2 separate regions of the Mus musculus genome follow, and region 1 is linked to region 2. A link is a contact called in public HiChIP or PLAC-seq data. All regions are on one chromosome and are shown on one strand. The core of a region is the stretch at or near the end of the contact, and the rest is flanking DNA. Distances in the headings are between cores, read along the strand shown.

Region 1 (6,879 bases), core at 172-2,671, 430 kb before region 2:
GAAGACACTTCATAACTGAGACCTCCAAGTCACAACCCAGTTCACCATGGTGCAGACCTAGCCTGCTGAAACCACATCCTCTATGGTCCTGTCTCCCAATGTTCCAGGTTTTGTCCTCACTGGGACTGGGATAAATGTGGACCAGTTCTGGTAATCCAGGCTTACTGAATTGATTTGTCCAATCATTTATTGGCACGGCCTCTGAGCACGTAGGAATGAGCTTGGTGGTTTATTTAGAAAGGACATAGCATCAATTGATCTTAATCAGATGTACCTTCCTGCTGTCCTTCTGCCTGGGGCTCCGGGTGTCAGCTGCAGAGCCCTCATCTGTGTAGTTTCTGATTCTGCCCAGCGTCCATGGAGAATTCTGGCAGCCTCCCAAGTTGGAGGCCTGATGGGTGGGAGGTGGAGACCGATCCACCCTCAGCTTGGCTCGTGTGGGAAAGCTCTGCCCTGTCTGCTTAACTTATTGGGATTCACATAAGTATTTGTGACAGACATCACACGGCTCAACCCAATTTGGAAACTACTCTTTGAAAATTGCTTTTTATTATAGTTTTAAAGTTAGTGTGCATGTGGTGGATGAAGTGTTTGTGTTGGCGTGTGAGGAAGATGGATGCTTGTAGAGGTGGTGTGTGTGTGTGACTTGGATCTGCCTTTATCGCTCTCCACATTATTTTTGAGTCATGGTCTCTCACTGAACCTGGAGCCCACCGACTTGACTAGGCTGTCTGGCCAGTGAGCGCTAGGCGGTCACCTGTATTTGTTGCTCCAGATACGGTATGATTAAGGATTCAGCTTTTTATGTGTATAGTGGAAGTCAGAACTTAGAACCTCATGCTTACATAGCAAATGCTTTACTGGCTGATCTGCTATCCCTTCAGCCCTTGGAGAACACTCTTTGAGATGAGGGAGCTAAGACTGCTGACAGCTTGTCATCTGTAAACCTGGTCACATTTGGAGAAAAAGTGTCCTGGTTTGGCTATGCTGTGACTGTACCCTAAAGGTTTCCTGTGCTGGAGGTCAGGTTGTCAGGACAGCGGTTGAGGAGGTCCTTACTGCCTCCCGCCCCCTGCCCCATGCTTCTATATTCCTATCTGGCCATTTATCTTCTCTGTTTGCATGTATGCTGTCTCACGACCATGTGATAGGAGGAAGTACAGCCCAGGGTTCCTCACCAGAGCAGTATCATCCTTTTAGATTACATAGCCATCAAAACTGTGATCTTAGTAGTCTTCTTTAGAAGTGCCTCCCAACCCCACGTTTTCTGTTATGGTAACAAAAATGGACTAACACAGATAAATGGAGATAGCTGGCCCTCAACCAGCATTCACTGAAACCAGCTGTGAGCAGACCAGGGTGCCCAGCAGGAATGAATGCTTTCTCTGCCATCGTTGTCACTTGGCCAACAGTGTGCCCAGACTCCATCTTTTCCCTGCTGGCTTTGTGTCTGCCTACAGCCAGTTCCTAGTCAGCCCCACATATCTGCTGGGATGCTGCTGGCCAGGAAAGCCAGACTGCCATTCTGTGAGCACAGCTCCAGAAGTGGCCGTGTCTATTTCCTCCCTTCCTCCTCTTCCCTCTCCCTCCCATCCCCATTTCCTTCCTTCCTGCAATTGGAGGGCACACAATGTCCCTGTCCTTTTGGGTGGGCCACACCAAGCCTCAGGTTCTTTGCTACTGATACAGCCCCACAAAATTCTAAGCAGGTACAAAATATCACCAAGCGTTTGTAGGGAACAGTTGCTGGGAGGAAGCTCGTCTGGGCCTACAATTCTCTTTCTTTGCCCCACATGTAACCTGGTGAGAGCAGCAGGAATCCTGTAGGAAGGTGAGGGCCCAAGCTTCCTGTTGGTCTTACACATAGGAAGCCCATACCTGCTTGTAACATACAACACTGACACCCCCTCACCTCCTTACTCCAGGAGAGGCTCTGTTCCCAAGACACCTTGTTGCTTTTTGTCATCTTCCTTTTCTTTCTTTAAAAGCTTAGAATCTTGGTGAAAGAATGGATGAAAAGGAGCCTCTTCTTAATTGACTCAAGGCTAACACAGACACACACACACACACACACACACACACAGACACACACACACATATACCACATGCACACACAGACACACACACACATATACCACATGCACACACACACAGACACATACACACACACAGACACACACACAGACACAGACACACACACACACAGACACACAGACACACAGACACACACACAGACACACACACAGACACACACACACATACACACACAGACACACACACAGACACACACAGACACACAGACAAACACACACACACAAACACAGACACACACATACACACACACAGACACACACACAGACGCACAGACAAACACACACAGACACACGCACATACACACACAGACACACAGACAGACACACACACAGACACACAGACAAACACACACAGACACACACACATACACACACACAAACACACACACATATACCACATGCACACACACACACACAGACACACACAGACACACACAGACACACACAGACACACACACACACACACACACACACACACACTACCAGGTGCACTCAATCTGCAATTAGCTTTGTAATTAAAGTTTCTTCTCCCCACAGGAAAGCTGAACACTGGGTCAGTGTTCTCTCACTCAGAAGGAGAGTCTGGGGGGAGTGCTGGCATGGAAAAGGGTTAGTTAGCCTTTGGTGTAGAGTCTGAATTTTCTTCCTGTCTCCTCCTGGCCGGTAACTTGCAGATGCATCTTCCCTGGACCTTTGCACAATGGTGACTGCTGAGGTTTACTGGCCTGCCTTTCTCTTTGTTCCTCATTCCATAGTTAGGATGTTATCTGCCTCACAGTTCAGATACATTCTGGGGCATCACAGAGTCCTCCATCAGGATCCACCCATATACTTGCAGTCTCTGTCTTGCCCCCAGGCAGTGTTGACCAGAAAATCATTCCCTTGAGAGCCATTCAGAAGGTCCTTACTTTTGGGGACAATTTGAAGGGTTATAACAAAAGGTCATAGCCTGGTTTTGAGGCTTGGTTAGTCTTTCCAGGTTAGGTTATCTCTGGTCTTTGACCTTCTGTGTCTGTGAAATGCTACATTTTCTTTTCTAATTTTTTTCTTGCCCTCCAGGGTGTTTATGTACATGTGTGTGAATGTGCATATAGAGCTCAAAGGTCCATGCCAGGCTCTAGAGATAGCTCAGTGGTTAAGAGCACTTGATACTGTTCTAGGAGATCCAAGTTCAGTTCCCAGATACATGCTGTACAGCTTACAGCTCCCTACAACTCCAGCTTTAGGGGGCCTTATACCTTCTTCTGGCCTCTTGAGGCCTCTGCATGCACATGGTGCACATATATACACTCAAACACAAAAATAAATAAATAAATACATAATAAATCTTAAAAGAAAAGATTTACCATCATGAGAGCAAATAGGATGAGTGAGTTCTTGCCTCAAGCTGATAGTCCAGTTGGCAGTCAAGATAGTTTGACAACTTCTATAATCTGAGATTTGTTTTTGGTCTGCACCAAACACATTCTTTAATCTTTCTAATGGAGGTCCAAGGGTTCTTCTTGGTAGTTTGGAATACTGATGTCTTTCAGATGGTCACTGTGAGATGCAGAGGAATGCCACACTTTCAGAGTGCTTGGTATGACACAAGAATGTCGCTGCACCTTGGCGGGTGTTTACTGGGCTCCTTCCCTCTCCTACCCACTATCCTCTCTTCTAGTGGCATCTGCTTAGCACAGCCTTTTGTAACTCATCTTTTTGGCAACTGAGTTGAATATGGTCATCTTACGTTTAGGTTTTTCTCTAAATTAATCCAGACCCTAGACTGAAGCCAGGATGAGGTTATACATGGAACCATATTTTAATGAGCAGGGGTAGGGGTGGGGGTAAACCCAAGAACTGATACTGGAATCTGTGCCCTTGAACTGACCCAATGTAGTTATGCCGGGAAGACTGTGCTGTCTAGAGAGGGTAGCCAGTACACTCAAGTACCCCAAGGCTTTAAGCTATGTTAGGTTGCTTCTGCATTCCTGGATTTCTATAGATGGAGATCAGTCAGCATTACGGTTCAGAGAATGAGCTTGAATGTCTTTTATGTTTTTACATGTAACCTTGGGCTACAACTTATTCTGCTTCTGTTCCTATCACAAATTACTTGAGGCTTGCTTATTAGTAAGGAATAGAATTTTACCTGGATGATAGTTCTAGAGCCTGTGGAGCCCAAGAACATGAGCCACATCTGCTTGGAATTTTGTCAGGGTCTTCTTGCTGTACCATAGCATGTTAGAGGGTTTCTGGGCCGAAAAGATCAAGTGTGCTAGCTCAGGTCTCTTGTTATAAAGTCACTATTGCCACAACGTTTCGGGCTGCCACCTTCATGATTTCATTTCATTCTAATTATCTCCCAAATTCTTGCCTTGGAGATTTGGGATTAAGTTCATGGTACATGAACTTTGGGGGGCAAATTCAAACCATAGCAGGCTAAGTACTTCAGTTGACTCTCTGAACTAGGTTCTTCTCCAGTGAAACACGGGCCAGGTCTCGTGAAAATGCATTGCAATAGGAACACTGTATGTCTTTTCTACATATGTAGTTATGATTGTCAATATACATGGTAGATATGATCATATATGTTATAGAAATATTTGAAAAGGTTGCTTCCTCAAAATGGCCATATTGATATTTCTTTTTTGTTTCTCTACAGTAGTTGATGGAATACATATGAAACTCACTTGTAAAATGTCTCCATCCTTTCCTTTCTCCCTTCCCTATTCCCCTTCCCCCTTCCTCTTCATAATATTTGTTGTTTAACATATATGGTGTACTAGGTTCTGGGTAGGATGGGAGAATGTGAGGTCAGGTCAATGCCAAAGTCTCATGTAAAAAGAAAACACAGGGCACAAATCCCAAAACATGAGAACTAAATTCATTTGTTGTACAAAAGACATGTTGAAGTCATCATATCTAACTGAAGAAACCAAGGCTTAGAAGGAGAAAGGACTGGGACCCAGGTCTACCAGCTCACAGTAGCCTATTTGGTCACCTTTGCAGAATTGGGAGCTTCAAGGGCGAGGGAGAATCTTGCCCCAGTCAGTTAGGAAAAGCATCTGCAGAGTGAGCCTTGAACTGAATTTTGGAGAAGACTTGAGATTTTAGAAAGCAAACACGTAGGGTGGGAAAGGAATGCCTAGACCAGGGAAAAACTTGAGCAGAATCAGAACCAGGATGCCAAGTGGCTGTACAGCGGAGGGCAGGTGCTTAGCAACATCCAGAGTGTCTGTGACCTTGGGTGAATCTCTGGTACAATGGACTGCTTTTCATTGTCTGAAACTTTGACAAAATTTAATTATTTTTGTCAGTGAACTTGGGGTCTGGACACTAGGGCTTATGATGTGTTCTGCATAGGAAGAGGGAGTTATCCCACTAGGCACATGTAGCTAGATGAACCCCAAATACTTAAAGAAACGTGAACCAAGAGATCAATCAAGAACACGTCATGCTAAGTCATGGATATTAATTTTCATGCTTTGGGGCTGCCAGGCTGGAGCAAACATGTCTTTGGCCTCCTGGGAATGTTGAGTAGCAAGCCTTTATGTGCATGCAGTGTGATTTATATTAATTCTCTGCTCTATCCCTGCCCTCCTAACATGGTTCCTTTGCTGGGAGAGATATTAAGCACTTTCCATCTGTTTTGCATGGCTCTGTGGTCATCCTGAAGCCAGAATGTCTCTTTGACATCAGCATCTACCTGCATTGAGTGCTTTGCTTTCTTCTGGACATCTTAGAAAGTGCTGGGTGCTAGTGGGTGGACCTTCATGATGCAAAACAAGCTTCTCTTGGGTTTTGGTCTGTGTGCACCTGTGTGTGTGTGTGTGTGTGTGTGTGTGTGTGTGTGTGTGTGTTTGTATTCAGAGGCAAGTTTTGGGTGGGTTTTTTCTCAATTGCTCTTCATGTTGTTGTTTTGAGATAGACTCTAGCTGAACCTGGAGTTCACCAATTCCTGTGGGTTGGCTATCCAGTGAGCACCAGGGAGTCTCCTGCCTTTGCCTTCTCAGTGCTCAGTAAATTGTACAAAGGCAGTGGCTAAGCATGGTTTGAGGAAGGGTAGCTTGAGCGAGTAGAGCATGGAGCTTAGCTCCTCTGTGCCAGCATCCTCTGTCTGTCACACACACACACACACACACACACACACACACACACACAAGTGCTGTTGTCTTAGGAATGTGTCTCAGTATTTTGTGCTTTGTCTTTACAATTCAAACCAGAAGCCATGCCCCAGTTAGAATCGTTGCTGCTCTTGTGTACACATTTTTTTTCCTGTCAGGTGTGTGCCTCCATACCCCTGGTAGCTGACAGAAAGGTGAAGGCCGCTTGGTGGTCATTTGCTCTTTGTCCTCCTCAGGAGGACACTGGTGAGCGATGTGTAATATATATAAAGCCATATCATGCAGCCCCTGGTAGGAGAGACAGGGCATGAAAGGCAGGCCAGGCTTCCACACATTTCAATCACTGGGTAGGTAGGGCTAGAGAGAATTGTCGACCTTGTGCTCATACCCAGGCCATATCCTGAGCTGGTGATTAGGAACATGCCACTGAACTTCTCTGTGACTCAGTTTACCCATCTTTAAAACAGCAAAAACACATTAACTCCCTTGAATGATATCTTTTGAAGACTGAACTATTCAGGCAAACTATTCCATCAGTCTTGACACATGATCAACAATCAATCCATATTCCTTTAAAAGTCACTTCCTTCGTCCCTACAAGTCACTCAAAGGGTAAGCAAAGCATGCGCTTGGGTGACCCTTGTTTTGGACTAAGAAACAGAGGGTTAAACATTACCTAA
Region 2 (6,313 bases), core at 279-2,778:
CTGTGCACTTGTATGTATACCATGTGTATGTCTGCCACCTGTAGAGGCCAGAAGAGGGCATTAGGTGCCCTAGAACTGGAGTTATAGGTGGTTGTGTGCTGTCACATGGGTGCTGAGAATCAAACTAAGGTCTCTGGAAGAGCAGCAGATACTCTTACCCGATGAGCCATCTCTACAGAACCTCAGTAACGGGTTGTGTTTATTATGAGACTCTAAAGCTGCCCTCTCACCCCTGGTACATTCTAACTCAGTTGTTGTAACCCCAACTCTGACCCAGGCCTTCTCCCCTACCTTTTTCTACACCATCAGGATAGAAGGAGAGTGCCCCCTTGTAATGACAAAGAACATGGGAGGATTCTCTGTGACAGTGGCCTTCCTCTATCCCAGCCTCCAGCCATGTCCTGAAGCAGCTGGTTCTAGCTCTGAGGCAAGAGAACAGCTCTGACAAGAATCATTCAAACCTTTTACATTTTACATTACCCACAAGAGATAGAAGTGATCTTATCTGGCAAATATGACAACCCATAAGTTATATCTAAGGGACTGGTGGCCATTAATCCATTTTGCATTTAGCCCAGCAATATCTCCTAGCATCCCCAGCCCCCTCAAATAAAAAAAAAAAAGTCTAATTATTAAATGTTCTATGTGCTGATTTTAACAGCTTACTGGCTTTCTCACTAACTGACTAATACGCTCTACTGATTTCTCCTGAGGTGAATATGAATAACTATCTATTCTCCCAGATAAGGCACTGTTGACAAACCAATTCCACCCAAGTCTGGCTCTGTGAGCCAGTGTGTACTGGGTATAACTTCCAGGCATCTGCTGCACAAAAAGCCCCAACCCAGCCTGAATAAAATATTGTGAGAGCTGCTTCCCGGAACTCCCTGGCCAACTCGTAGACAGCTCTACCAAAGAGCCTACCCCTAGAAGTTGTTTACTGTTTATACGACCTTGGAGAAGGGCACCATGAGAATTACCAGTCACTTGAGCTTCCGACGTCTTAAGAATTTCCTTCCTCTCTTTGATTAGCACTGAATAAGAATGAAATCTCTGACATACATTCATTTCCTATTAGCATGCAAATGGTTGTTCTTCACTTTTAGAAAATTACATGTATCATCCCTCTGGGTGTTTCTCCCATGCATTGGCTGTTCCTACTCTGATGACGAGGAACTCTGGGGTAACCCATTTCCTTTTTGGACAGCACTGGTCCTTTTAAGAATGATGTTTTTATTTAGCTAGAATCTGTCTCTGCTGTTTCTTCCTTCTGTTAACTCAGTGCAAACAGCAAGGGCTCCAGAATTAGACAAACCCGGGCCCACATCCCAGTCCCCAGATCTCAGTCCCACTGTGTTGTTATAAGACCCTGTTTAAGAAAGGTGTTTGATCTTCCCTCTGCCCCCTCTTCCTGATCCTCCAGGTATGAGAACTAAATGGGATGCGTCCGTGGAGAGCATTTAGCACAGTGCCCAGTGCGTAGTGGGTTCGTTCATCTCCGTCGTTTCCTTATCCATTCACTCACTCGATAAAGGCGAAGCTCGGCTGGCGAACGCTAGAGATGGGAACACGCATAACAAATAGTTCCCGTTCTGCCTGTGCATGCAAATTAGCAAGAGAGAAAGAAATGTTTAAAAAGAGATTCTAGTACAGCATGGTAAGTAGAACAATAGAATCCTGTAAATGCAGAAGAGAAAGCGATTCACTCTGAGGCAGAAGCAGAGGTTGCTGCCAAAGCGGGCTTCCTGCGAAGGTGATACCCACAATGTGCTTGGAACAGGAGTAAGGGCTTCCCTGGCATCCATGGAGGGAAAGGAATTATGGATTTGAGCAACAGAACCTCAGGCTACGGCGTGATGGAATACAAAAGGCACACGAGAGGTAGAGAGGCAGATCTGGAAGGTCCACAATGAGCTGTAGTGGGTGAGCAAGGGAAGTGCAATTGTTTCTTTAAAAAAAAAAAAAAGATGGAGAGCTTCTGAAAGATTTTAGACAGGCAATGTTATATGTATATTTTAGTAAGGTCACAGTGACATGATCTATGAGAAATGAAGCAAGACCAAGGCTGAAGAATGCTGTTGACAGTCCAGTCTAAATAATGAAGGGACAGGAGTGAGACTTGGAATAGAGAGAAGAGAGGAAAATGCTTAGGAAACACGTGGCAAGTGGCAGGATAATCGCGGCATGACCACCACCTTACTTCCTCCATCACACCCAGGAGTCTTGTTGCTAGGATAGGCCTTGATGCTGGCCCAGAGTCAGAGGGGGATGATAATGAGGATCAGCCCATCTGAATACCTAGTCTATATTTTATGAGCACTTTATACTTTATTCCATAGGAAGGAATCTACATACACACACACACACACACACACACACACACACACACACACACACACTGCTGATAGTTTTAAATCATCTATAGATCTAGATTACAGATGTCCAAATGCAGGAGCCTATGGGGACACTTCATATTCAAACTATAGCAGTTGGAAACAGGATAGTACATGAGAGTGACAAACAGAAGTACAGCTGCCATGAAAACAGATCTGTGTCACAGGTTACAACAGCCATGTCCACTGAAGGGCTGGACACGCTGCAGCCCAATGGCCTCATCTCAGCCCCTCTAGGTCCCTTAGAGCCAATCTTGCTAGCCCTTGAAGAGACGGAGGAAAGAGGCACATCTAAATGCACAGGTATATGAATGCAAGTCTTAGCTCCTCCAGGCTTCTCTCCTGCAGCCTCACTCCTTACTCTTCCTTAATGAGCAAGCTTTGTCTTTTCTTCCCATCTTCATTTTCTCCATTGCACACACCCATGGCTGATCTTGTTTCAAGGTCTCAAGGTCCAATGTCAGGTCATTTCCCTCCTTTCCAATTCTTTTTTTTTTAAATATATATTTATCTTTACTTGTTTGTTTGCTTGCTTAGAGGAAGCATATCCGTGTCATGGTGTGTGTGGAGGCCAGAGGATAATGTGCATGAAATGGTTCTACCATGTGGGTCCTGGAGGTTGAACTCGGGTCATCAGACTTAGCAGCACGTGCCTTGGCTCACTGAGCCCTCTCACCAGCCCCTCCTTCCCAATTCTTGACTCAACCCATCTGCTTAGAGCTGTCTCCCATTGGTCTCTCACCCACCATCCAAACCTTAAGTTACGTTGAACTTCATTAGCTCAAAAGTAAAGAAAAGTGACTAAATGCCACAGACACCAGTAAGAGGCAAGAACAAGGAGAATCCACAGTCCTTGCTGGAAAGGGCAACCTTATATTAACTATTAAGTCAGGGACTATTCAGCAGGCTTCTGAAAGTTAATAACAAGCTTACATAATCAGATGGAAGATCTACAGGAAGCTGGTACCCACAGGTCAATCTACAAATATCCCAGGGGATGACTCGTGTGAAATTTTTTTTTTCTTTTGGTTTCTCCATGAAGACAATGCTTCTCTTTATTCATCTCCAAACCCTAAGAGTCTGGACTGATGCTCAACAAATTCCAGGAACTCAGTGTCTGTGTCTACAGCGAGGAGTTGTATACGGCAAGTCCACGGAGAATGTCTGACAACAGGTCAGGGTTCTCTGTCTGCAGCCCGTGATGAACAAGTTAATGAAACATTCAAAGTTTGGAGAGAAGTGGATAACATGTGAAGAATTTAGAATTCAAAGTATCTGAAGAGGCCAGAGAAAAGTGGCCATTGTATTGAGACATGGTACTAGAACCATCGTGCCAGACAATGAGAGGTGCGGGTTTGGCAACAGTGCTCTTGGGAAACTGCCCATCAACTCAGTGGGAGCTTGAAGCTGCTGAGAAAGATCTGGATACTGAGGCACAGAACCTACAGCAGAGGAAAGAAATTAAGCCATACAAAATATGCTGACTTGAGAATCACCACGACCATGTGCTGGGGTTTGAAATATGCCCAGAAGCCGGGCAGTGGTGGCACACATCTTTAATCCCAACACTTGGGAGGCAGAGGCAGGTGGATTTCTGAGTTCAAGGCCAGCCTGGTCTACAAAGTGAGTTCCAGGATAGCAAGGACAGTGAGCTACACAGAGAAACACTGTCTCAAAAAACCAAAAAGAAAGAAAGAAAGAAAGAAAGAAAGAAAGAAAGAAAGAAAGAAAGAAAGAAAGAAAGAGGGAGGGGGGAGGGAGGGAGGGAGGGAGGAAGGAAGGAAGGAAGGAAGGAAGGAAGGAAGGAAGGAAGAAGGAAGGAAGGAAGGAAGGTGCCTAGAGAAGGCTGAAGATGTATTAGTCGGTGGGGGGGGCATTATTAAGTGTTACACGCTAGCTTGTTTAAAACAAGAGAAATGTGTCCTCTCACACTTCTGGAAGTCAGAAATAAAACCGTTGTTCATGGAGCTGTGCCCCCTCCCCAGACTCCAGGGGAAGGTCATTCCTTGGTTCTCTTGCTTCTGGTGGTCACAAGCATTCCTTGCGTTGTGAGCACCACTGATTTCTGCCTGCTCCTTCTGTGTGTCTGTGTGTCTCATTAGAAGGACAACCAGACATATTTGACTAAGAGCCAAGCCTACATTAGCGTGGCCCCATGTAAACTCAGTGTGTTTGTAAAGAGCTGATTTTCCAACAAGGGCACACCCTAAGGTCCTGGAAGTTAAGATTTCTTTTCTTTTCTTTTCTTTTTAATCTATTTCATTTTTTATTAGATATTTTCTTCATTCATGTTTCAAATGCTACCCCCTTTCCTAGTTTCCTCTCCGAAAGCCCCCTATACCCTCCCCCCGCCCTGCTCCCCAACCCACCCACCCCTGCTTCCTGGCCCTGGCATTCCCCTGTACTGGGGCATATAATCTTCAAAAGACCAAGGACCTCTCCTCCCATTGATGGCCGACTAGGCCATCCTCTGCTACATATGCAACTAGAGACACAAGCTCTGAGAGATACTGTTAGTTCATATTGTTGTTCTACCTATAGGGTTGCAGACCCCTTTAGCTCCTTGGGTACTTTCTCTAGCTCCTTCTTAGGGGCCCTGTGTTCCATCCAGTAGATGACTGTGAGCATCCACTTCTGTATTTGCCGGGCACTGGCATAGCCTCACAAGAGATAGCACACCCTAAGGTCCTGGAAGTAAAGATTTCAATAAACCTTTTTGGATAACACAACTCAACTTTCCAGAGAGCAATAGAGGCATCTTCAAAGAACTGTGTTGTGAAAGACTTAATCCACATGGGTTCACAGAACAGAACTAAGAATTTGGATGGGAATGGGGTGGGGAGATGGCTCAATAAATAAAGTGCTTGCTCTGCAAGCATGGGGGGCTGCGTTCAGATCCCCAGCATCCTGCAGCATGTATCTGTGACCTCCGGGTTCTAGGGACCAAACGGCAGATCCCAAAGGTTCACTGGCTAGTCAGGCTAGCTAAGCAATCTCTGGATGGATGAGACCTTGTCTCAAAACCAAGGTGGAGAGCAACTAAGGAAAGCATCCAGTATCACCCTCCGACCTACACACACACACACATACACACACAATAGGAGGGATTACAAAATGTACAATAGGAAGATACAAAACGTAGCTACTTATAAAGATGATTCTAAAATGCAAACTGAAACAACTGTGCCCCCACCCTAAAGCTGAGCCAGAGAAAGCACAGGGTAGTAGTGGAGACGGTCTTTGGTCTCTGTTCCCTAGGAAAGCGATGGAGCTACATGGCCTCCTCCTGCTCTCCTCAACCTGATTCTCCTGTTCTCTGGCATAAGGGAGCCATTTTTAACCGTGCTGATTTTTAAGCTGCTGTTTCCAAAAGTTGATGTAAGAAGATGAGCTTGGAGATAGTGCCGGCTGCTGTGAGAAATGGAGCGTGAATCGTGGGTTCAGGAAATGAATATAAATTCAGCAGCTATTTTAATTTTTAATTGGAAAAAAAAAAGCCCATCCCAGCTGGAAAGAATAGAACAAGTATGTTCCATGCACAACACTATAGAAAGTATTTGCTAGCACTTCGTGTTGCCTGCCTCTGCCATCCCCACAATGGGGATGGAAGGATGTGTATAGGGGCAGCTGCCATTGCTGCCTGACTCCCTGGATAATAGAGGTCATGGTTTATGGGCACATGCTATTCTGCTCCAGGCGAGGCCTCATTGGTATGCAGGCATGGAAACCCAGCTGCTGGCCCCACACACTGATCAGATTTAGAAACTTAGTAATAATGTAAAAATGTCCCATATTTTTCTGGGAAGTTTCGCAATCAACTGGAGCAGGTGGGAACAGAAATGGGTCATGAGGACTGGCATTTACTAGGCACCTGCTGTGTGCTGGGCATTACTCAGTGAGTCACAGGAGCTTCCAATTCT

Evidence for each region. HiChIP or PLAC-seq counts read pairs in DNA pulled down with a chosen protein or histone mark.
Region 1: an H3K27ac HiChIP or PLAC-seq map of VIP interneurons shows a contact between it and region 2, with 5 times the contacts expected there. The contact joins two enhancer-like sites. A contact is called at or near these places in 3 of 115 datasets of contacts at active chromatin or transcription factors (VIP interneurons, astrocytes and embryonic basal ganglia).

Annotation. Positions count from the first base shown.
Region 1 is chr7:111,731,108-111,737,986 of GRCm38.p6, reverse strand. All of the region lies in intron 1 of Galnt18 (polypeptide N-acetylgalactosaminyltransferase 18), which reads left to right. Among named protein-coding and RNA genes, the nearest start is that of Galnt18, 45 kb to the left of the region's middle. Within about 2 kb of position 1,421, at least 14 of the 459 cell types and tissues checked have an H3K27ac peak or open chromatin away from gene starts, as enhancers often do. A contact at or near this core is called in VIP interneurons, where this site is marked.
Region 2 is chr7:111,297,191-111,303,503 of GRCm38.p6, reverse strand. No RefSeq gene overlaps it. Among named protein-coding and RNA genes, the nearest start is that of Gm33145, 15 kb to the right of the region's middle. Within about 2 kb of position 1,528, at least 27 of the 459 cell types and tissues checked have an H3K27ac peak or open chromatin away from gene starts, as enhancers often do. A contact at or near this core is called in VIP interneurons, where this site is marked.